Linked DNA regions of Sus scrofa: region 2 is linked to region 1. A link is a contact called in public Hi-C data. All regions are on one chromosome and are shown on one strand. The core of a region is the stretch at or near the end of the contact, and the rest is flanking DNA. Distances in the headings are between cores, read along the strand shown.

What was found. Hi-C and Micro-C count contacts between places; a contact is called where the count stands out from the background.
Region 2: a contact with region 1 is called in a Hi-C map of embryonic fibroblasts, with 2.6 times the contacts expected there. A contact is called at or near these places in 1 of 5 promoter capture datasets (liver) and 9 of 47 Hi-C or Micro-C datasets (embryonic fibroblasts, epiblast stem cells, fetal liver and 2 more).

What each region holds. Positions count from the first base shown.
Region 1 is chr4:38,653,344-38,658,730 of Sscrofa11.1, forward strand. It overlaps RIDA (ribonuclease UK114), which reads left to right and starts at 2,927. Exons shown (of 6, transcript XM_001928953.5): 1 at 2,927-3,114; 2 at 4,843-4,948. The coding sequence starts at 3,050. It overlaps POP1 (ribonucleases P/MRP protein subunit POP1), which reads right to left and starts at 2,861. Exons shown (of 16, transcript XM_003481375.4): 1 at 2,747-2,861.
Region 2 is chr4:38,693,601-38,698,987 of Sscrofa11.1, forward strand. The region is part of intron 1 of ERICH5 (glutamate-rich protein 5); the gene reads right to left. Among named protein-coding and RNA genes, the nearest start is that of ERICH5, 5.8 kb to the right of the region's middle.

The DNA of each region.
Region 1 (5,387 bases), core at 1,677-4,176:
AACACAACACTGTAAATCAACTATACTTCAACAGAATTTTTACATGCTCTCAGAATCAATTTTTTTAAAAAAAGCTTCCAAGAGGAATCTTAACTTTTTTCAAGTGACTTTTACATCTAGTCCTAATATTCACAGTTTGCATGTTTTCATTTCCATTTAATCAAAATTTTAATGAGCACTAAATATGTGTCAGGCTTTATAAAAAGTGTTTTCTCCCAAATGAATAATGTTCAAATAAGCCATGTTTCCACATGCAGCATATGATCAGACATAATCCTTGGTAGAGTGGACTCCAGTTTCAAAACCTGGGAATATAACGGATGGTCCCCAATTTCTTTCGGATCTAAAGCACCGGTGACTCAGACTTAACATAAAATCTCCCATAAGAATACAGTATCAGGAGTGCCCACTGTGGCTCAGACTAGTATCCATGAGGACATGGATTCGATCTCTGGCCTCGTTTAGTGGGTTAACGATCTGGAGTTGCCATGAGCTGTGGTACAGGACCGAGATGCAGCTTGGATCCCGAGTTTTGTAGCTGTGGCGGAGGCTGGGGGCTGCAGCTCCAAAAGAATACAGTATCCAGTATCGAAGTTCCCTGCAGTTCAGGATTCCACTTGTCATTGCTGTGGCTCTGGTTACAGTAGTAGCAAGGGTTCAATCCCTAGGCCAGGTACTTAGCATGCCAAAGGTGTGGCCAAAAAGAAAAAAAAAAAACTTCTCCTAATTACCCAATCTAATCAAACTTAACAAGCTTCTTGGTTCTACTCTGTGCATAGTAGTTTTGAGCTGTGTGTAGACCGAAGTAGGATACAGGTGTGGCCTCTTAAAAAGTTAGTCATCTTAGGCAGCCAATACTTACTGAGAACTTTATGTGCCAGCACTATTCCACACGCCTCACTCATTTCATCACAACTCTGTGAGGGACGTGTGAGCACTATCCTCACTTTATAAATGAAGAAATAGAAGCACAGAGAGGTTAACACTAAGCTTGTGATTATCCTGGGATTCAACCCAGGCAGTCTGGCTCTATTCACTATTTATAAAACAAAAAAACAATTCCAGACTAAGACCACATAAAATAAAAGACTAAATTCTGCTACATAACACAATAAAAAACTGGATAAGGGAAAGAAGAGCATGAATCTGCAGGAAAAGTCAATGAGAAAATAGGATTTCATTAGTTGGAACGTGGCTAGGGAAGAAAGTATTCAGGAATCTACTTGGTGAATCCAGGAGAGAGACCTCTGGATGACTACAGTGGGAAGAGAAAGTAGAAGAGGATAAAACTGAGTAAGCAAGGGGAGGCCAGAACTTTCAAAGAACTTCTAAAGGTTCTTGAGCTGGAAGTAGGGAAGCCAAAACCTTATGGGTCTGCAGAAGAAAATGAGGGGGAATAAAGATGATTTTCTTATATTACATTTCAGAGGAGGACAAAGATCTTGCCAGTTTTTTTCACTGTTCCACCTCCAGCACCTAGCAGAGTGCCCTGCTCAAACATGCATAGGCATAAATGGAGTGAAATGTTCCTATAATGCATATACTAACAGTAAAAAACACTGAGCCAAGCAGCAGTGCTTCTGACACTGCATGACTGAGTATCTGCCAAGAGAGGAACTCTGGGGCCATTTGCTGGACCAAGATCAATAACCTATTTGAATTCAGATCTCAGTCAGCTGGTGTCTATTGAGATGGAAAGGGAACACACAGACACCCAGTAAAGCTCAAGAACATTCCAGAAAAGGGAGCATGGGAGAGGCGGGAGGTGAACACTGCCCAGGTCTCAGCGTGCTCTCCTCAACGACCCCTTATTCCTTTTGGATGGTAGATGGGTACAATGGCCTCCCCTAGGATGGCATCTGCCCCGTGGGGCAATCCAGAGAAACGACAAACACAGGTGGCTCCAGCACAGGAGCGGAAGTGTAAGTAGATGAGGTAGGAGGTTCCTGGAGACAGAGAACCAGGGATGGCTTTCTTGACATCAGAGAAGCCATCCATTTTTGGCTTAAGTCATTTTGTGATCTAAGCCTGGCCTCAATGCTTGCCTTTGAATGTCGCAGTAATCATGATCTTAAGGGAAACTAAGACAAGAAAAGTAGCAAGAACAAAAATCAGTTGTAAACTCCCAGATCTGCTGCTGCGGTAAAGATCAGCCTGACGTACTTTCTTGATCTGTTTTGCATTATTTGAACCCGCCTTGGACACTCAATCATCAGATCAACTGGAACCTGAGGGATGCTGACCTTTTTTCTGACCCTTGAGGTTTCAATCAACTAAGTTTGGACTCTGCTGCCCTTTGCCCCAATTCTATGCTAAATTCTTCTCTGCTCAAGCCCCTTCATGAATACACATATACGTTAGCTTAAAAGTTCCCCAATTTCTCGGTTGCTTTTGGAAAGATCACGGGTGTTCACCAAGTAAGAAGCACTTTCTTCTTCCAATCGCCGGTGCATAGCAAGTAAGAAGTACTTCCTTCTCCCAAACTTTGGCTCAGTTGGGTTTTTTGTTGTTTTGGCGGGGGGAAGAGAGGGTTCTGGATTGATACCCACCAAGAGGTGAAGCTACTTTTCGGGTAACAGAAGGAGGGGCCGTGGGGAAAAGAAGGCAACAGGGGAAGAGTAGGTCAGCGAGTGAGGGGAAAGAGAGGGAGGGGAGCCTAGCCAGTGCTCCGGCACCGGTGGAGGGACTGACACACACTCCTCCCATCCTCGTGGACCCTGGTAGACTCCAACCCCTCAAAACCTACCTGCCAGATGCTCTGCGGCTGGAAGCCAGCAAGCCCGGGGTCAGAAATGACAACGTTCTGCGGCAGTCACGACGCCGACGTGCGTGGCGAGCGAGCTAGAGGGCGCATGCGCCGGTGAGACGTGGCCTCCACGTGGCCCAGAGTCGCACGGAGACTACAATTCCCAGAATTCTCAGCGAACCCAGCCCCGGGTGACGCTTTAAAACAGGAACTCCAGCCCCGGCTGATTAGTCTCCAGAAACGCCAGTGGGAACGCTTTACGAGGTTGTTGTCTAGGAGTGGCCTCCAGAGAAAAGCGTTAGCATGTCGGCTTTGGTCAGAAAGGTGATCAGTACTGTGAAAGCCCCAGCGGCCATTGGTCCTTACAGGTACAGATGGCCGTGGAGCCGGGACGGACTCGGGCGGGTGGGGTCTGGCTTGGGGCTTGGGCCAATCCGGTCCGAGCTGCGGTGGTCCTCCGAGGTCATTGCGGGCAACCTCGTCGGACACACTGAGCCGGGAAACTGAACCTGGGAAAGGGGGCAATGCACCCGGAGACCCACTACGAATTTAAAATCATCAATTGTATATTTAAAATTATGAAGAAAAAAGATTTAGTCGGGAAATCAGAGGGAGACGTCATGAAGTTTGCAACATGTTAGGACACAAAATATAGGTAACTAGAAAATTAGAAATGAGAGTATCTTGTTTCATAATAAAGGTGAAATGGTAAAACAAACTTTACTTACAAAGTTAAATTGATATTAAAGTTTGTTTATAAACTTTTTACAACGAAGGTATTCAGTGCCATTGAATTGTATACCTAAAAATGGTTTTCAAAATGGTACATTTTATGTTTGATAAATACTTTTTTATCACAATTAAGAAACAATGGTGGGGCTTTCTTTATCCAAAAATAAATAAAGTTCGTTTAGCTTTCAGGTATCGTGTAACTTATGCTTTTTCCTGTGATTTTATCCTAATTCTGAAACTTAGTATTCTCATTACAAAAAAAAAAAAAAAAAAAGTTCCAAAAGTACTTGGCACGTGTAACCTCACAGGTGGATCTTTAATTGATCCTTCAGCAATGATTAACCTTGTCTAATTATTTTCTTGAGAGTGCCTTTGGCATTGCTTTCTTTTGTTTTACAGCTTTATTGAGGCATATGTTACATGTAAAATTCACCCATTTTAATGGAAAGTTCCATGAGTTTTGGTAACTATATAGAATTATGCATTTGCTACCACAGTCAAGTTTTTGAATATTTACATCACCCCCACACACCTCTGCCGAGCCCCTACAAAAAATTCTCACTCATCAATCCCCATACCTACCTCCCAGGCAGCCACTAATCTATTTTCTACTGCTTTTTTTGTTTGTTTGTTTCTAGAATTTTATGTAAGTAGAATCAAATAGTATGTAGTCTTTAGGTGCATGTATCAGTGAGTGTTTTTTATTTTTTTGTTTTTAATTTTTGCTATCAAGAATAATGCTGTTCTGAATAGTCATGTAAAGTCTTTGAACATATGTTTTCATTTCTTTTGGGTAGTTTCCTAGGAAAGAAATTGCTGGGTTGTATGTTATGTGTATGTTTATATTTTTAAGAAACTGCCAAACAATTTTCCAAAGTGTCTGTACTATTTTGCATTCCTACCAACAAAGTATGAGGGTTCCAGTTACTCCACATCCTCAGCAATATTTGTTATCAGTGAGGCCTTATTGTGTGTGATGGTATCTCCGTGTGGTTTTGGTTTGCATTACTCCTTAGCCCTTTGTATGTCTTCTCTTGTGAAGTGTCTGATCAGATCACTTGCCTGTTTTTTTATTGGTTCGTCTTTATATTATTGAGTTATAAGAGTTCTTTATATATTCTGAATACACATCCTTTGTTAGATATGTTTTGCAAATACTTTCTCCCAATCTGCGACTTAACCACATTTTCTTTTTCTTAAAGATCTCTTTCAGTAAGCAAAAGTTTTTAATGAAGTCCAGTTTTCAAATTTCTTTATTTTAACATTTTGTGCTTTTTGTGTCCTTAGCAAAGAAGTCTCTTAGCATTGAGTTTTGTATTTCATATTGATCTTTTGTATACACACTGCATTTCTGTTTATTGCAGTCAAGCTGTGTTAGTCGACAGGACCATCTACATTTCAGGACAGATAGGCATGGACCCTGCAAGTGGACAGCTTGTGCCAGGAGGAGTGGTAGAAGAAGCTAAACAGGTGGGTCTTTTTCCACATTTGAAGTTCCCTTCTCTGCTTGTTATATTGAGGAGTGTTAAGAATCCACTTGGCTGATTATCAGAGAAGTGCTCTTTAAGTTTCTTACTGACTGACTTAAGACAGTTTTATGTCACTAGAAAGTTGGAAACATAGTGAAACATTTAACAACCAAAAAAAATTTTTTTTAGGAGTTCCCGTCATGGCGCAGTGGTTAATGAATCCGACTAGGAACCATGAGGTTGCGGGTTCGATCCCTGGCCTTTCTCAGTGGGTAAAGGATCTGGCGTTGCCATGAGCTGTGGTGTGGGTCGCAGACGAGGCTCAGATCCCGCGTTGCTGTGGCTCTGGCGTAGGCTGGTGGCTACAGCTCTGATTTGACCCCTAGCCTGAGAACCTCCATATGCCATGGGAAGCGGCCCTAGAAAAGGCAAAAAGACTT
Region 2 (5,387 bases), core at 1,986-4,485, 41 kb after region 1:
ATACTGTCAGGGCCATAAAGTAAGTTGTATGTACATGAAATGTCACTTTCAGTGACCTGGAAAGTAGATAGGGCAGAAATGTCATGACGCTTCTCGCATCTTTTTACATCTTGACTTTTACTTAATTTTCATTTGGACATCTCACTTATCTAAATAGGCCTAATATGATGTGGTCATTTCAAAGCAAGTAAAGCCATACGGATCTGAGTGTCAAGAAGGGTTTGGATGAACAGAAGTTCCCCTGTGCTGCAGTGGCCTCTCTCAGTAGGTTAAGGATCCGGTACTGTCGTGAGCGGTGGGGTAGGGAACTTCCATATGCTACGGGTGTGGCCCTAAAAAGACGAAATAAATAGATAAAAATAAAAACAATATGAAGGTTTTTTGGTTTGGGTTTTGTTTTTTTTCCCCCAATATTCATCCCTAAAGGGCCAAATTCTGACATCCTTAACGACAAAGAAAGAATGAACTCTAGGGCCTCACGGCAGTTCCCAAGGAAGGGTTCAAGTATCGTGAACAACTGCAACAACCCTGGGGCAGTAAAGAAGTTTCCCAGGCCATCATGGTACTTGCCAGATATTAACACTCACTTGGAGAGCTATATCCTGATATTTTCCTTTAAAAAGCAAAAATCACGGGCATTCCCTGGTGGTTAGGAGTTGGTGCCTTCACCTGGCCAAGGCTGATGTTTTGAAAACCAGTTTTGGTGAGCCTTTCAGTGACCCTCACAAGAATGAGGTTTCAATTTTAAACGTGATGTTATAAAACTTTTTTTTTTTTTTTTGTCTTTTTGCCTTTTCTAGGGCTGCTTCCTGCGGCATATGGAGGTTCCCAGGCTAGGGGTCGAATCAGAGCTGTGGCCACGAGCCTACTCCAGAGCCACAGCAACATGGGATCCAAGCCGAGTCTGCAACCTACACCACAGCTCACGGCAACGCTGGATTCTTAACCCACTAAGCAAAGCCAGGGATCGAACCCACAACCTCATGTTTCTTAGTCAGATTTGTTAACCACTGCGCTATGACGGGAACTCCCAATGTTGTAAAACATTAACAGACGTGAAACTGTACACATGAGCTGGGATGTGTGGTGACCTTACAGAAGCATGATTTCACAGAACACAATAATGCTTTGTTTAACTGTGCTGAGCTTTCTCTGCATGGCTAGGAGGGTCGCTTCACGACCCAACACTGTCTCCTCAAGTCCATGGGCACCAAGGTTACCTTGCAATCTCTGTTACTCCGTGGGTCCTGATTCTTGCCCTCCCTCTGCTTTTCTAAGTAGTACTCTCACCCCCTGCATCCCCATCTCTGCCATCCATCCACTCACCCAGCCATCCACTCAAAAGATATGGACTGGCTTTTCTCCTACGTGGAAGGCCACAGGATGAGTTCTTGCAGAAACAGGACTGAACCCGGATGGAACTGGAGTTTGTGAAAAGAGTAGGTGCTTCAGAGGCGTCCATGGAGCTTAAGCCCCAACTCCATCACTTACCAGCTCTGAGGCTGCAGTCAGAGTCCAGATAAGAACAAACACGTGATCATGGCTGTCAGAGAAAAGGGACACACTAATCTGGCAATGAATTTGTCAGTAATTATCATCTGTTTACTTTGCCCACATTGGAGCTTAAGCTATAAAATCTTAGGAAGAAGTCTGCCAGAAGCTGGTGGCATTTAGTTCAGGAGAGAGTGGAACAGTAATTTCACCTATAAGCAGGGGGCTGACAGCATATGGAGGAAAGTTCAGATGTCAAAGGTCTGGAAAGCTTTGGGTCCTTTGACGTTTGTGTGGTTAACAAAAATCTTTGGTGTTCAGATCCATCAGCTCCTCAGGGCACTAAAAAGAACAGAAATTGGGAGTTCCCACTGTGGTTCAGCAGGTTAAGAACATGACTAGTATCTGAGCTATTTACCCTCCCTAAACTGCAGTTTTCTTGCTGTATTTGGTGAAACGAATGTTTGCTTTATAAGGCTTTTATGGAGATGAATGGAAATTATGGGCTAAAGTACCTGGAACCAAGTGGGTGCTCCTACCTTACCTCCTGATTTCTGTTCCATGCCTATGTTTTGCTGCTCCTGCACTAAGGTCAAAATCCTTCCGTTTTAGAAAAAGATGTCCTGAATTGTTGATGAGTGTGTGATCTGGTACAAGCTTTATGGAAGGCGTTTAGGCAGTGATCTCTCAGAAGTACAAATGTGCATACCCTTTGACCTAGTAATGCCACTTCTGGGAAATGGTCCTACAGTTATGCCTGAATGCTTTCATAATGATGTATGTGTAAAGGAATTCATTGTAGCCTTGTCTGCAAAGGAAAAGACTAGAAACCAATCAAATGTCTCTCACTGGGGGTCTGGTTAAATAAATTACACAATGGATTCCTAAGCAAAGACAGAAAAGAGGAAAGAAGTTCTCTGTATCACAGAGAGATTATAGAAAGACCTGCATGTTTTTAGGTGAAAAAAAAAAGATGAAGAATAGTGGGTATAATGCATTATATTTTATGAGTAATGATGGGAGAAGGAAATATTATTTGTAATGTATAAAGAAACTTCAGAAAAATACATCCCAAAAAACCCCTAAAAAACATTTACCCATAGCTGCGATTAGAACTAAATAGATGGTGGGACTGGGGTAGGAGATGTACTTCTGACTACATGTATTTTCTCTCTCTCTCTCTTTTTTTTTTTTTTTTTTTTTTTTACGGCCACAGGTATGGCATATAGAAGTTCCCAGGCTAGGGGTCAAATCGGAACCGCAGCTGCTGCCTATGCCACAGCTTGTGGCAATGCCAGATCTTCAACCCACTGAGCAAGGCTAGGGATGGAACTTGTATCCTCACAGAGACAACATCAGGTCCTCAACCCACTGAGCCACAACGGGAACTCCAGTATTTTTCAGATGTTTTCAATTTTTTGAATCATGTATGCAGTTCTTATATTCCATCATAATTAGCTGGTATATAATAATCAGGCCTAGCACAAAGATTTAATGAGCATTCTCTGTGCGCCAAGCTCTAGAGGTGACACAAAGACATACAAGAATCAGTCCAGAGACTTTGGACACTTGAATGACAGAAACCCCATTTATATAATATCTGCATGCAAGAAAAGCCTATAACATTTTAATGTTAATGATGTTGGTTCTTCAACTACAAAGAAGTGTTTGTCTACTTAGGACTGACACGTCACCGTGTGAAAATACTGGGTAAAGACTGAAGGTATTTACACAGTACAAAGAACAATTCACCGAACTGTGAAATTCAACCTTCATCCTATTACTGAGGCAGTGTGGACTCTGAGCAGCAAGTGAGAGTCCAGATAAGAACAAACACGTGATCATGGCTGTCAGAGAAAAGGGACACACTAATCTAGCAATGAATTTGTCAATAATTATCATCTGTTTACTTTGTCTACATTGGAGCTTAAGCTATAAAATCTTAGGAAGAAGTCTGCCAGAAACTGATGGCATTTATTTCAGGAGAGAGTGGAACAGTAATTTCACCTATAAGCAGGGGGCTGACAGCATGTGGAGGAAAGTTCAGATGTCAAAGGTCTGGAAAGCTTTGGGTCCTTTGATGTTTGTGTGGTTAACAAAAATCTTTGGTGTTCAGATCCATCAGCTCCTCAGGGCACTAAAAAGAACAGAAATTGGGAGTTCCCACTGTGGCTCAGCAGGTTAAGAACACGACTAGTATCCATAACGATGCGGGTTCAATCCCTGGCCTCACTCAGTGGGTTAAGGATCTGGCATTGCCACAAGCTGTGGAGTAGGTCACAGATGCATTCAGATCCTACATTGCTGTGGTTGTGGCGGAGGCCGGCAGCTGCAGCTCCGATTTGACCACTAGTCCAGGAACTTCCTTCCCTATGCTGCAGGTGTGGCCCTAAAAAGATAAAGAATAGAAACTGTCCTGAGATGTAAAACTTGCTTCCACAAACACAGGACATCCCAAACTCAATCTACTTGTCATTCTGGAAAGAAAAGGCTCTTTCCTCACACATTTCAGGGCATTCAGTAAAAGTCTATGTGTAACTACCACACACCAGGCCTTGTTCTGCACTTTGAATAGCGCTGGATAATTATTTACACCAGAGGCCGGTCTCCATCTCTGTCCCTGTCCCTTCCCCCTACATCTCTTTCCCTAGTGGGTTATCTTTGGAGGTGATAGAAAGCAGCTCAGTGGGATTCAGTGTTTGATGGGTCAGAGCAAAGAGCACCATGTAGTCAGAACAGATTATTCCCATTCAGTATAATGGTTACCGAACTAGTAGCAGCTATTTGACTTACTGGGGCCAGAAAATAAGTACCTCATTACAGGATTTTAGAGATGTAACAAATCTCTTTTTTTCTTTATTTTTTCTTTAGGGCCACAAGTGTGGTGTATGGAAGTTCCCAGGCTGGGGTCGAATCACAGCTTCAGCTGCCAGCCACAGCCACAGCCACACCAGATCTGAGCCACATCTGCGACTTATATCATAGCTCATGGCAATGCCATTTCCTTAACCTACTGAGTGAGGCCAGGGATTGAACCCACATCCTCATGGATACTAGTCAGATTCTTACCACAATGAGCCACAACAGGAACTCCAAGAAATCTTAGAGGTAATTTAGCACAAGCCATTATTTATGATTCTTTTGCTTGTAGGATAATACTGACTGCATTATGTATAACAGTTCTTAGGCCAATTACAGAAAATCATTAGGCAGAATTGTCCAAACACAAATCCAGTCTGCAGGCTAGTTGATGCATATAGCTTTAACGCATGGAGTTCTAAGGTTGATACTGTGATTTTTTTTTTTTTTTTTTTTTTGGTTTTTAGGGCCACACCTGCAGTATAGGGAATTTCCCAGGCTAAAGTTCAAATCAGAGCTGTAGTTGCCAGCCTGCGCCACAGCAAATCCAAATCCAAGCAGAATCTGCAACCTATACTGCAGCTCAAGGAAATGCTGGGTCCCTGAGTGAGGCCAGGGATCGAACTCATGGATACCGCCGAGCCACAGACAGAACTCCCTGTGAACTTTTTAAAAAATCTCTTAACATATGACCATTATCTGTATCTCTATGGGAGGGTACTGGAAACTTCTCCACATTTATGTACCTGCTGAAAATATCTCTAAGGTTAAATGTTCTCCAAATATTCCTAGTTTAAACTTGGAAGCAAATACAAACTTCATATTTTACTGAATCTTATTTAGGGATAAATATCTTCTTTATTATAATATTTATTATATTTATATAATATTAATACATACTTTCTGCATGTATTATACATATTTATGTAATGTTTATTATATAATTTATGTAGAGATTATAATAAATTCTATTGTAATGTTAATTTAAATGTATTAAATTATGATAAAATTTATACTTTATTATGTTTCTTATGTTG